2 separate regions of the Pan troglodytes genome follow, and region 2 is linked to region 1. The links are chromatin contacts, called in public Hi-C maps. All regions are on one chromosome and are shown on one strand. The core of a region is the stretch at or near the end of the contact, and the rest is flanking DNA. Distances in the headings are between cores, read along the strand shown.

Region 1 (5,711 bases), core at 1,704-4,203:
TAAATATTTCACATCCCTATAAGGCATAAAAACACCATAGCAATGCAAGAAACAGGCAGACTGGGGAGAAACACTTTCAACACGTATAAGCAAGGGCTAACTTCCTTTTTTTTTTTTTCCTTTGAGACAGGGTCTCACTCTTGTCACCAGGTTGGAATGCAGTGGCATGATCACAGCTCACTGCAGCCTCAACCTCCCAGGCTGAAGCCATCCTCCCACCTCAGCTTCCCAAGTAGCCTGGACTACAGGCATGTGCCATCACACTCAGCTAATTTTTAAAATTTTTTTGTAGAGATGGGGGTCTCATTATGTTGCTCAGAGTAGTCTCAAATTCCTGGGCTCCGAAAAAAAAAATTTAAATTAAAAAAATAAAGAAATCCACCTGTGATTTTGGGGGTGGGGTGTGTTAGGAGTAATATGAATCTAGTGGGTGTGTGTTGTTGTTTTTTGTTTCCCCATATAGCTATCTTGTTGTCCCAATATCATTTATTAAATAATCCCCATTTTCCATCTTCCTTTAATACAGCTCTGATGTGATCTCTGTATATTTTTAAAAAAATCACTTCTTACCTGTAGTAAGATACATAAAATAACTAAAAAAAGTCCTTGATATTTTCAGATTCAATAACTACTTTATTTACTTTTATTTACTTAATTCCCACTTAAAAATATTGCTGAAAAGAGAATAAGGAAACTTTTAAAAATTTAATATGGGAAAAACATCCAAGTCGGTATTTTACGTCTTTAATCTTCAGCTAGTTCTTTAACTTCCGTAAGCCCCAGTTCCTTGACTTTTAAAATGGAGATAATAAGCTGGGAGCAGTGGCTCACGCCTGTAATCCCAGCATTTTGGGACACTGAGGCGGGCGGATCATCTGAGGTTGGGAGTTCGAGACCAGCCTGACCAACATGGAAAAACCCTGTCTCTACTAAAAATACAAAATTAGCTGGGCATGGTGGCACATGCCTGTAATCCCAGCTGCTCGGGAGGCTGAGGCAGGAGAATCGCTTAAACCCGGGAGGCAGAGGTTGCGGTGATCTGAGATCGCGCCATTGCACTCCAGCCTGGGCAACAGAGCGAGACTGTGTCTCAAAAAAAAAAAAAAAGAAAAAAAAGAAAGAATGCTCCTGTAGTTAGAGGTTTTGATGGAAAGTGAAGCCATCTAACTGATATACTTTATCCCTCATCATTTCCAAACAGGAAGTCAGATAGTCCTATCCATATCTAGAATGTTGGAAGCAGTTTATTGAATTTATTAGGTTTTAAAATTCAGTTCTCACATTATCAGATATATAAAGAGATATTAACTAGTTTCCCCATTTCATAACTCCAGCAAAGAGGATTTTTCTTGCTGAAAGTTACTCAGAAATGTGATGGCAAGGATCTATCGCTTTTTTTTTTTTTTTTTTTTTTTTTTTTTTTAGATCTCTTGGGTCATGGTCCAATAGTATCTGTTAGTCCAAATTATTCTTTAAAGAATAATTGAATGTGGGCCGGGTGCGGTGGCTCACGCCTGTAATTCCAGCACTTTGGGAGGCTGAGGCGGGTGGATCACCTGAGGTCAGGAGTTCGAGACCAGCCTGACCAACATGGAGAAACCCCATCTCTACTAAAAATACAAAATTAGCTGGGTGTGGTGGCGCATGCCTGTAATGTCAGCTACTCGGGAAGCTGAGGCAGGAGAATCGCTTGAACTGAGGAGGCGGAGGTGGCGGTGAGCCGAGATCGCGCCATTGCACTCCAGCCTGGGCAACAAGAGTGAAACTCCCTCTCAGAAAAAAAAAAAAAAAAAAAAAAGAATAATTCAATGTGGAAATTATAATCTGAATAGATTTTCCAAGGAGAAAATTATCACTTCATTTGAAACAGATGAGTGAATTATTTTGTGCTACGTTTTCTACCCCTTATTTTATACGGACCTTAACTCCTTCGGGAAGAGTGTATGGTATAAGGACACCAATAAGCATTTACAGAATATTAACAAACCAACAATAGGTTGATGATTCACCCTGGATTCGTGCCAGGCTCTGTGAAAGAACTCAATAAACATGATATGCATTTCAAAAACTCTAATCATAATTGAAATTTCCAAACCCCTCAATCCCATAAATTATATTAACTAGAATATGATCATTTGGCCTGCCCCTACTCCCTTTACAGCATGATAGACCCTGTGATTATCAGGCTTTCGGGAAGTGGGACACAATACTTCATTCTTCAAAGAAAAAGAGGTGATGTTTGGTCTTTTCCTCTTTTTAGATTTTTTTTCACGCTTACCCTATAGAGTTGTACACTGCTCTTTCTAAAATCCCTTCTGTACCTGTACAGTCTCTCCTTTATGCCTTCATGACACTTTTTATTCTTTTCAAATAAGCAGTGCGACTTATCACTTTTATTTTTCTTTCTTAATTCATCTTTTGTCATGTACACTATTTGAAAAATATTACAAGCCGCTCATCAGAATTTCGAAAGAGTCCATATGCGAATGGTTTACACCCACTCTGTAGCCCGCAGCAACATGGATCCGCGTCCTAATGACTGAAAAGGCCAATTAAGACCCGGGTAACAGCAGGATCAACCGGACTTCCCCCCACCCCACCCGGGACCTGCCCGCGCCGCCAGCCTGGCCCCGCCCGGGGGGCGCGGGGGGCGGTACTGGAGCGCGGCGGGTGGCGGAGGAGGGCCGGCCTCGCACTCTCACAAAGACGCGCCCGCGGCGGGAGCCCAGCCCACCGCCTCTGGCCGCCGCCTGCAGCGCGAGCCCTCGAGCCCCGGGCCGCGGCGTTGTCAAGGCTCGGCCTCTCTCCGCCTTATTCTCTGCTCATTTTATTAAAAAGATTAAAAAAAAAAAAAAAAAAAAAAAAAAAAAAAGGAAAAAGAGATCCCGCCTCCTCCGCCTCCCATTGGCCGGGCCCCCGGCCGCGTCACACCGCGCTGTGCCAATGGAGAGGCGCGATACTGCGAGGTGGGCCGGGCCCGAGCGGGGAGTGGGCGGTAGGTCGGTGCAGCAGCTCCGCCGCGGCTCCGCCACCATCGCGGAGGTGCCGCTGTTCCCACAGACGCTCGCGAGCAAGCAACCCTCCGCGCTCTGGAGCCTCCTCAGCCTCCCGCACACCCCGAGACGCTCGCCCCGCTGGGCCTCGGTCCCCGCCTCCTCCCCCGTCCTTTTCCCCTCTCTCGCTCCCCACATTGTCTCTGCCTCATTTTCTCTCCTAGTTGAGGATTAAAAAAAAAAAAATCACCATCATCCTCAGGGAGCCCCCTCGCCCTCGGAAAACAAAACCAGACATGATCCTCGGCTCCTGCTTCTGAAAGATCTGCCCGACCGAGGAGGAGGGAGCCTAGGTTCAAGTCGCGGGAAAGGTCACGGCAGGGAAGCCCCCTCAGCCCCTCCGCGTCGCCTCCCCGCGGGCCGCCCCTCTCGGCCCTGCGCCCCGCGGCCCCGCAGCCTCCGCGCGGCCTCCCGCCCCATCCCCGCCACTTTCCCCGGAGCTGGGCCGCGAACACCTCTCTATTGATGGTGTAGCGCTTTAGGGGAAGGTAAGTGTCCAACTTGCCCGCGCCGGGTCGTGTGCTTTCTTTTTTGGCCCCTCGTCCTGGTGGTCAGAGAGGGTCGGCCGTGAAAGCAGTCACTCGCCCGGGGGGAGGCAGGAAGAAAAGGCTGGGGTCGAAGCCGAAGTCGAGGGGAGTCGGGCGAGGGCAGGGCACTTCTTTGGTCCTGTCCGGGCCAGGTGACCGTTCCTGCGTGCCTTCTGACCCCTGCTCTCTCTTGGCCTCTTATTCATGCTCTTGTTCTACTTGTTTGAGGTTAAACTATTTCATGTGACTACATTATTGGCTGAAACTGGAAGGGAAGGAAGTCAAGGACTGAAACTGTAAATTTCTTGAATGTTTGTGGATTTCGGGGTGCTGGGGGGAGGACTTTATTATTAAAGTATCATTTTCTCATTGGGGGAAGATTTCCTCTTTGTGCGCCCAATCTCTAGTTCTCAGCTGTATGTGATTAGAAAATTATGAAACCCAAAGTCACTTGCAGCAGAATAGAATTCTTACTATCGTGTTTAGTTCTGCTCTCCGAAGGAGGGTGGCTTCTATTTATTACTAATTTTTAAGATGATGGAAAGATTCGTAGTTTTACATACACATGTGTGTATGTGTGTCTGCTAGGAGGGGGGAAAAGTGTTGCAGGCTTCCTTTGAAACTGGTTGCTTGAGAAGTTGTTGAAAGGAAAACAGAATGATTCATTGTTGAATTGTCATTTTCTTCTGTCTCTTTTCCAAGGTTTGCTTACAATTTTTCTGGATTACAGACTTCAGACATTGATTTAAGTAAAATGGGTCCTTGAGAAACTGGGTGCTTTAAATGTTTCAGTATCTGTTGCTTTTTTAAGGTACATTTAGAAAGTAGTTTCGTATGAATCGTGAAATAGCCTTCACAGCAAATTTTTAAACGCAAAAAAAGATAACTAGTAAGAGGGTGAACTTGGTGAATTACAAAACAGACATTTTAATATAGCAGGAATTGATGCACCTAAGATTTGAAACAGTTTTCATAATTGCTTTCCATTTAAAGAGAGACCTTTTTGTCTAGTGTACACTGGTCTTTTTAGTCTCAGTCTGTTGGGGGAGGGGAGAGAAGCTGGATCTGTACAATAATAAAATCATCTTTGGGTTGATATTTTGTTCCATGGATTTGCTTGCTGAGTTAATACTACTGTAAATTATCAACCAGTTTTGATTTTGATGGCCTGGGATGGGTGGAAAGCTGGCTTCCAGCTCTCCCTGTTGTTGTTGAGGTCGAAGGGAAAAGAGGCAGAGGCAGACAGACACACATATACACACACACACACATACACACACACACAATACCAAGCTGAGGGCTCATTGTTCTTCCATACACACATTCATTCTCTCTCTCCCATATTTGGGACTAGGTTTGCACAGACAAACACAGCTCTTTTTGGGAGAGAAGAGAGAAGATGGGGGAAGGGAGGGTGCTTTTCTGTTACAGCTTTCTTCCACCCATCTCATGCCTGGCCTTTTTTGCAACCTTGTGAGGCAAAAGAGTGCATTGGAAACTAAAGGACACTCAAAAACATGTTCAGAGACTTCTCTTCTCTCTGCCTCCCTTTATTCCCTTTGCAGCCGTGGTTTCTGCTGCTCTTTCTTTTTTGTATATGTAAAGATAAAATCCCTCTTTATATGTTGTGGCCTTACGTTCAGCTCTCATTGCTTTTGTATTTCTCATTGACCCTGATTTTGTTGGGGACAGTGATTTGTTCACTTGAGTCTTAGTAGTGAATGTGAGCAGAGTCTTTCTAGGTAGAAATATATTTTATTGATTAATATTATAAAGGTTGTATTGAGGTTAATATTTAGCAAGATGATGTTTGCATGTTTTTAGTGGTGTGATGGTTTGATGGTCAGGTTTGCTGGCAATTGAGCTGTCAATGTTGTTTTTGTAAATAAGGGTTATAAGAAAAGATCTGGTTTTCTGTTTAGGGGGCTCCTTTGAATACTGGGCAGGGAATAGGCTAGTCCACCTGGGATAAACCCAGCTGTGGCCCAAGGATGGAGGTTGGTGTGAATACATGTGGGTTGCAGAATAGCACCTTCTACTGGTTAATTGCTTGGAAAGATCCAGACGAAGAGGATGGGGGAGGGGATTAATGGCTGAGGTTTAATGATTTTCTTTTAAGCGCAGTTGTTGT
Region 2 (5,272 bases), core at 2,382-4,881, 440 kb after region 1:
GTGTTCAGCTTGTGGGAAAGAAAAGTGATGTCAACAAATGAATTCTTAGGGTTTGGGAGGCTCTACCGAGAAAACAAGATTTTTCTGGTATTAGCATTATTACACTTAAAATATTTACATCCTATATTTAAACAAACAGTTCAGTAAAACAAGAAATAAACCTCCAAGAGGTTTAGAAATACAAGCCTCCAAGGGGGCCCTTGTGTGTGGGTTCCATGTAAGTGAAATTGTGTCGGAACTGCCCAGGGCTTCCAGGCCGGAGGCCGGGGTGATTCCCCTCATGTCGTGGGAGTCTTTCAGTTCAGCCTGGGCTTTAGACTGTTTTGCAGTGGCCTCAATCTTTGCCTTCAAATGAGTGGTTTCCAAATCTGTTATTTATTTATTTTTAAATTATTTTAATTACTATTATTTTGTAATTAATTTGAAGTTAGGAGGCCACTGTCAGCGCTTCCTCACTCAGCAGCTTTATTTACAAACAAACAAGGAAACCAATAGTTATCTATTGCTTGATCAATGAATATAATTTTTTTTAAATAGATCTGCTTGCAGTGGGTAGCAACAAGGTCATAGAGGTTCAGCAGACCCACCCTGGGATCCCTCCAACACCTGTACAGTTTTGAGCCGCAGTTCAGAACCACTGATTTAAATGGATACTTCTAGCTGGAAGCAGTTTGGAAAGATGCTTTGTATAGTAGGTGTATGCAAACATCTTTTTTTGGGCAGAGCCCATATCTCTTTAGGGACTCTACCTTATCTAGACTCAGGCATCACTGCTTTTGGATCAAGAGGCAGGTGAAGGCCACTTATTGGCACATTTCTGGGACATATGTTGCCTAGAGCCAAAAGTAGGCCAGGGGGCTTCTCCTATATCAGAAGCTGGTGGGTGGTGTGAGGTATGGTAAGTAGGTAGTGAGGTGGGGAGGGTTCATGGTTGTAGGCTCCCAGCGTCTGTCTCATGTCGTCATAGAGGTTGTTCTTGGTACAGGAAGCAGAAAGCATTTCTATAGACATGTGCATAATTCTAAATCTTCACTCATGGCTACCAAATGTGCTTCTGATTTGGGTGCCCCTGAAGTTGCTTCAAGCAGGTGCAGTTCTGTAGTCCATGGGTGCTGGGATGGGGGCTCTACCCTGAGCTGGGAAGGCTGGCATCCTGTTGTTACCAGGATGCACAGGGATCTTTTGTGCTCTTCAGCCATAACTGCTGAAGGTCCAGGTATGAGGATTAAGATGCTATTGCGTTGAACTTCAGAGATTCCAGAGATCAAAGATAGCCCAAATTTGCCCCCCTCACTTAAAAAAATCTAGATGGCTATTTCCTCTTAGTGCTTTAAACCATGATGGTCGAACGTTTTAGAGCAGCAGCACAGCAGAGTCTAAGATTAAGGGCGTTAGACTTCATTGGCAGAGTCTAAGGTTAAGGGCGTTAGACTTCATTGAAACTGAGCTTGGCCACATGGCTTCATCTCACTGTGCTTCAGTTGCCTCATTTGTAAAGCAGGGAAAATGAAGGTTTATCTATTTGGGAGTCTGTGAAGATAAAATATAAATAAAGATGAAGATAAAGTATATGTAAAAGATAAATATATATTAAGATATAAAAAGATATGGCTTAGCTTAGTTATCATTGTAGATTTCATAGTAAAATGTTGTTTGCTTGTTTGTTTGTAAATAAAGCTGCTGAGTGAGGATGCATTTTCAGTGGCTGCTGAGTGAGGAAACATTTTCAGTGGCTGCTGAGTGAGGAAGCATTTTCAGTGGCTTCCTAAGCCACCATTCCATGATACTCACCTTCAGAGCAGCCACTTCCAAACATCGGCATGTGGATTGCGTTTTCACTGGCCCATGAGAAATAAATGTAGCCATTTTTCCTAACAGTAAATGTAATCAAAGAACTTTTTCTGTTTACTTTTTTGGAGATAAAATGTCATTTCTTTTACAAAATAATGATGAGATCAGGAGGCAGTTACTTCTAATGACCTTACATGGCAAAATAAGAAAGTGGCAATTTGGTATCCATTTCTCAAAAGTTTTATCCTTTTAATTTCAGGTGAATTTTAATTCTCCAGAAATAATCATTTCATCAGATGTTTACTGAATACTTATTCAAGATGTTGTCTTAGACCTGTGGGGTACTCACAGATGAGATGAGCACGTACTTTGGCAAGTTGGGTGGGCCCATGTATGGTTACAGCACAGGGAAGCCTGTCTGTGCCAGCACAGAGGCGGGAATGAAAAGATGTAGGAGTGAAACCTGTATGATGCCATCCAGTGGTGGGGGAGTGAAGTGAAGGGAAGGCTTCATGGAGAAGAAGGCAGCAAATGTGATGAATTGAGTCCTGAGTGATGAGGAGGACTACAGGGCCTGGACAGAGGAGGAGGTGGGGGTGGTATGGGGCTCAGGGGCTCACCCAGCAGGCAGGAGAGTGCTGAGGAACAGAAAACTGGCCATTGTGTTTGACATAAGCCAAAGGCCGTGAGGTGGGGGAATATGGTAGAAAGGAATATGGTAGAAAAGTCTTCCGGTAACACAGAGAAAGTCTCAGAAGAAGTAGTCAAGCAGCTGGGCCTTTGTTCCTTAGGCCCTGAGGAACCTTTGGCCGTTTGGAGAAGAAGTGGCAAGGTACTAGCGGGGCTTTGGGAAGACTCACCTGGTCTGTGTGCAGCATGGGAGGGCCGGCCCAGGGAAGAGCTGTGGCAGGACCTCAGGTCCCAGACGTCTGAGTGGAGGTGTGGGGCCAGGGTGGGATTAGCAAGTGGCTGAGTTCATCAACCAGAACAACACAGAGCTTAGGAAATCTCATTACAGTGTTCAGTGTTGGCAAAAATCTTGAGCTATTACAGTTCCTTTGCACTGTACAAATGCAGTGGTATGTAGTGGTAAAAAAAAAATTTTTTTTTAACTGATTTTTTAAAATGTTATAAAAAGGTGCCTGGGTAAGGAACATCTTCATAGTGTCTTAGACTGGCCCCACCTATTTACAAGTTAAAGCCACAAGACCTTCATGTAACTTCCCTCCTTTCCCTTTGCCTTTCCCCAGAAGAAGATCTGGAGGTGGCACCGAGGGACTGCCTTGCCTGGAGGCAGCTGCCTCCTCACTGTGGGCTTCCTCGTGGGTGGCGGTTTAGATCAGAGCCCTTCGGCCTCTTGAACGTAGGAGGCTGAGATTTCAGAATTCCACTTCTCTGCATGTGCCTTCAAGCAGATCATCATTCTCCCTGCTGCACTCAGAGACCACAGAGGTGATATTTAACGATTAGCAGCAGAGCCCGCTGACAGTGCCAGGCTCCTTTAGGGATTAGAGGATTCGGTTGGTTAACAAAAGAAGGAGCCCAGGAGAACAGTGCTTTAATTACCAGAGTTGTTACTGGAAGACAACCAGTTGCCTCCTGGAAAAAGATCTGTAGAAGGTGGCTGCTCCTGAATATCGCCGCTGGTTCTGCCCAGTGCCCGGCTTCTCACCTCAGATGTTCTGAACAGTTGTCAGATCCAGCCCTTGAATCGTTGGGGAGGGAAAGGAAAGAATGACTCGCATAGGATTCCATGCCAGGAAATATTCCTGACTGCACTCGGCAGCAGCGTTGGAGCACTCCAGTTAGGGCAGCTCTTCAGGGGACAGCGTCGCATGCAGACTTCCTGGGACCGGCTCTCAGGGCCACAGCTCTTTCCTCATGGTCTGGCTCACTCTCTGGGCCCGGGTTTAGGAAGCAGCTCTACACCATGTTTCTTTCTCCCTCTCTGCCCTACATAATTTGAGGCCTTGTTTTTTATTATTTGTTGCTTGCTGGGATTTCTCCCTGAAAAAACATACCTTAAAAAAAAGTTTTAGATCTCTCCACTTAATAAGGAAGGGGTGGATTTCTTCATCCCCTTTACGTGTACCACCAAAGAAGGAGCCAGATGCTCACTGTGGGGCATTTTTTCAAACAAAAGTTTAAGCAGGGGAACAACATTCTGATTCTAATTGCACATTAGCACCGAGAGTTAAGGCATTGTGTAGAGATTATTTAGCTGCTCCTTCTGTATTCATGTTAAAATATTTGTTTAGCCATAGGAACAGATAATCTTGTGTCTTAAAGAATTAAAATGATTTCTTCTAAATGCTTACTTCTAAAACTCTGCGATGGGGTCAGGTGCGTATAAGGATGTGCACTCAGCAGCCCTGCCCCTGGTGGCTCCTGTCCCATCACGTAACTACAGTCTGCTCAGCTGACAGTGGTAGGTGGGCTTCGAGGACCTGTGAAATAGCTTCGGAAAGAAATTGTGTTTATAATCCTGTTATCCATGAGAAGCTTCCAGGCCTGCCTCCTCATCCCCCTTCTCTCCGACTGCCCCCTCCTTTTTAGTGGGCGATGCATGGCCCAGAAAGGGTGCCCATTGGAAACTTCGTTTGTGAAAAAGAAAGGAGCTGCAGCTGACCCTCACTAGTGGCACAAGGCCAGAGCCTGGGCACATGTGACGTTGCAGAGATCTGGTTTAGATGCCTGCCTGCCTGTATCTCCCCTCTGTCTGCATGGGCAAGGATGCAGGAAACTGCTGTTCCAGGGCCTTCCTTAACATAGCTGTAAGGCCAGCAGTCCTCATCATTCTTTGCTGTTGGTCATAAAACTGTGTTGTGACAATGGAAGATTCTCACTGTTCTCTGTGAACTGAATTGAAAGGGGGTGCGCATACGGTCATTTACAAAGGACTGAGTCCTTCTTTGGCTTAATTAGAAGAACACGAAAACACACACACACACACTCACTCTTTGGCTTAATTAGAAGAACACGAAAACACACACACACACACACACACACACACACACGATGGTAGCTGGCAGGCTGCAGACACCCTGGATGCCGTGTGTGGGGGTCTCCAGACCTCATCTTCTATTGCACTCCCTCCCCTTCCTCAGGGGGGTGTCCAGACTTCTTGGGTGATGTGGTAATAATGATATAATTACCAAAAAAAGTGGGACTCAATCTTGGGTGTACCCTTATGCTTCTAATATGGGACAGCAGAAACCATTGATTTAACCTTCTCCTGCCTCCATGTCAGCCTCTCAGAGGATCCTGTCTGAGGAGTTCATGCTGGGCTCGGGCAGAAGAGAAGCTGGGCCCCATACTGTTTGAAACAGGCATGCTTGCTACGAATGAGCCTTTTATAGTCAAAATGCTTCCAGTGCCTTCCTCTTCAACAATCTGTTCTACTCTTTCACTCCCCCATGCCCCTAAAGAGAGAGAAGACATGTAGCTTATCACAGGACAGGTTACAGGTTCTCTTCCCGTA

Evidence for each region. Hi-C and Micro-C count contacts between places; a contact is called where the count stands out from the background.
Region 2: a Hi-C map of stem cell-derived neural progenitor cells shows a contact between it and region 1, with 4 times the contacts expected there. The contact joins the enhancer-like site here to the promoter of RERE in region 1. A contact is called at or near these places in 1 of 7 Hi-C or Micro-C datasets (stem cell-derived neural progenitor cells) and 1 of 1 datasets of contacts at active chromatin or transcription factors (stem cell-derived excitatory neurons).

The regions. Positions count from the first base shown.
Region 1 is chr1:223,185,541-223,191,251 of NHGRI_mPanTro3-v2.0_pri, forward strand. RERE (arginine-glutamic acid dipeptide repeats) reads left to right here and starts at 2,954. Exons shown (of 22, transcript XM_009447680.5): 1 at 2,954-3,541.
Region 2 is chr1:223,627,955-223,633,226 of NHGRI_mPanTro3-v2.0_pri, forward strand. The region is part of intron 11 of RERE (arginine-glutamic acid dipeptide repeats); the gene reads left to right. Among named protein-coding and RNA genes, the nearest start is that of SLC45A1, 58 kb to the right of the region's middle. Within about 2 kb of position 3,632, at least 12 of the 24 cell types and tissues checked have an H3K27ac peak or open chromatin away from gene starts, as enhancers often do. A contact at or near this core is called in stem cell-derived neural progenitor cells, where this site is marked.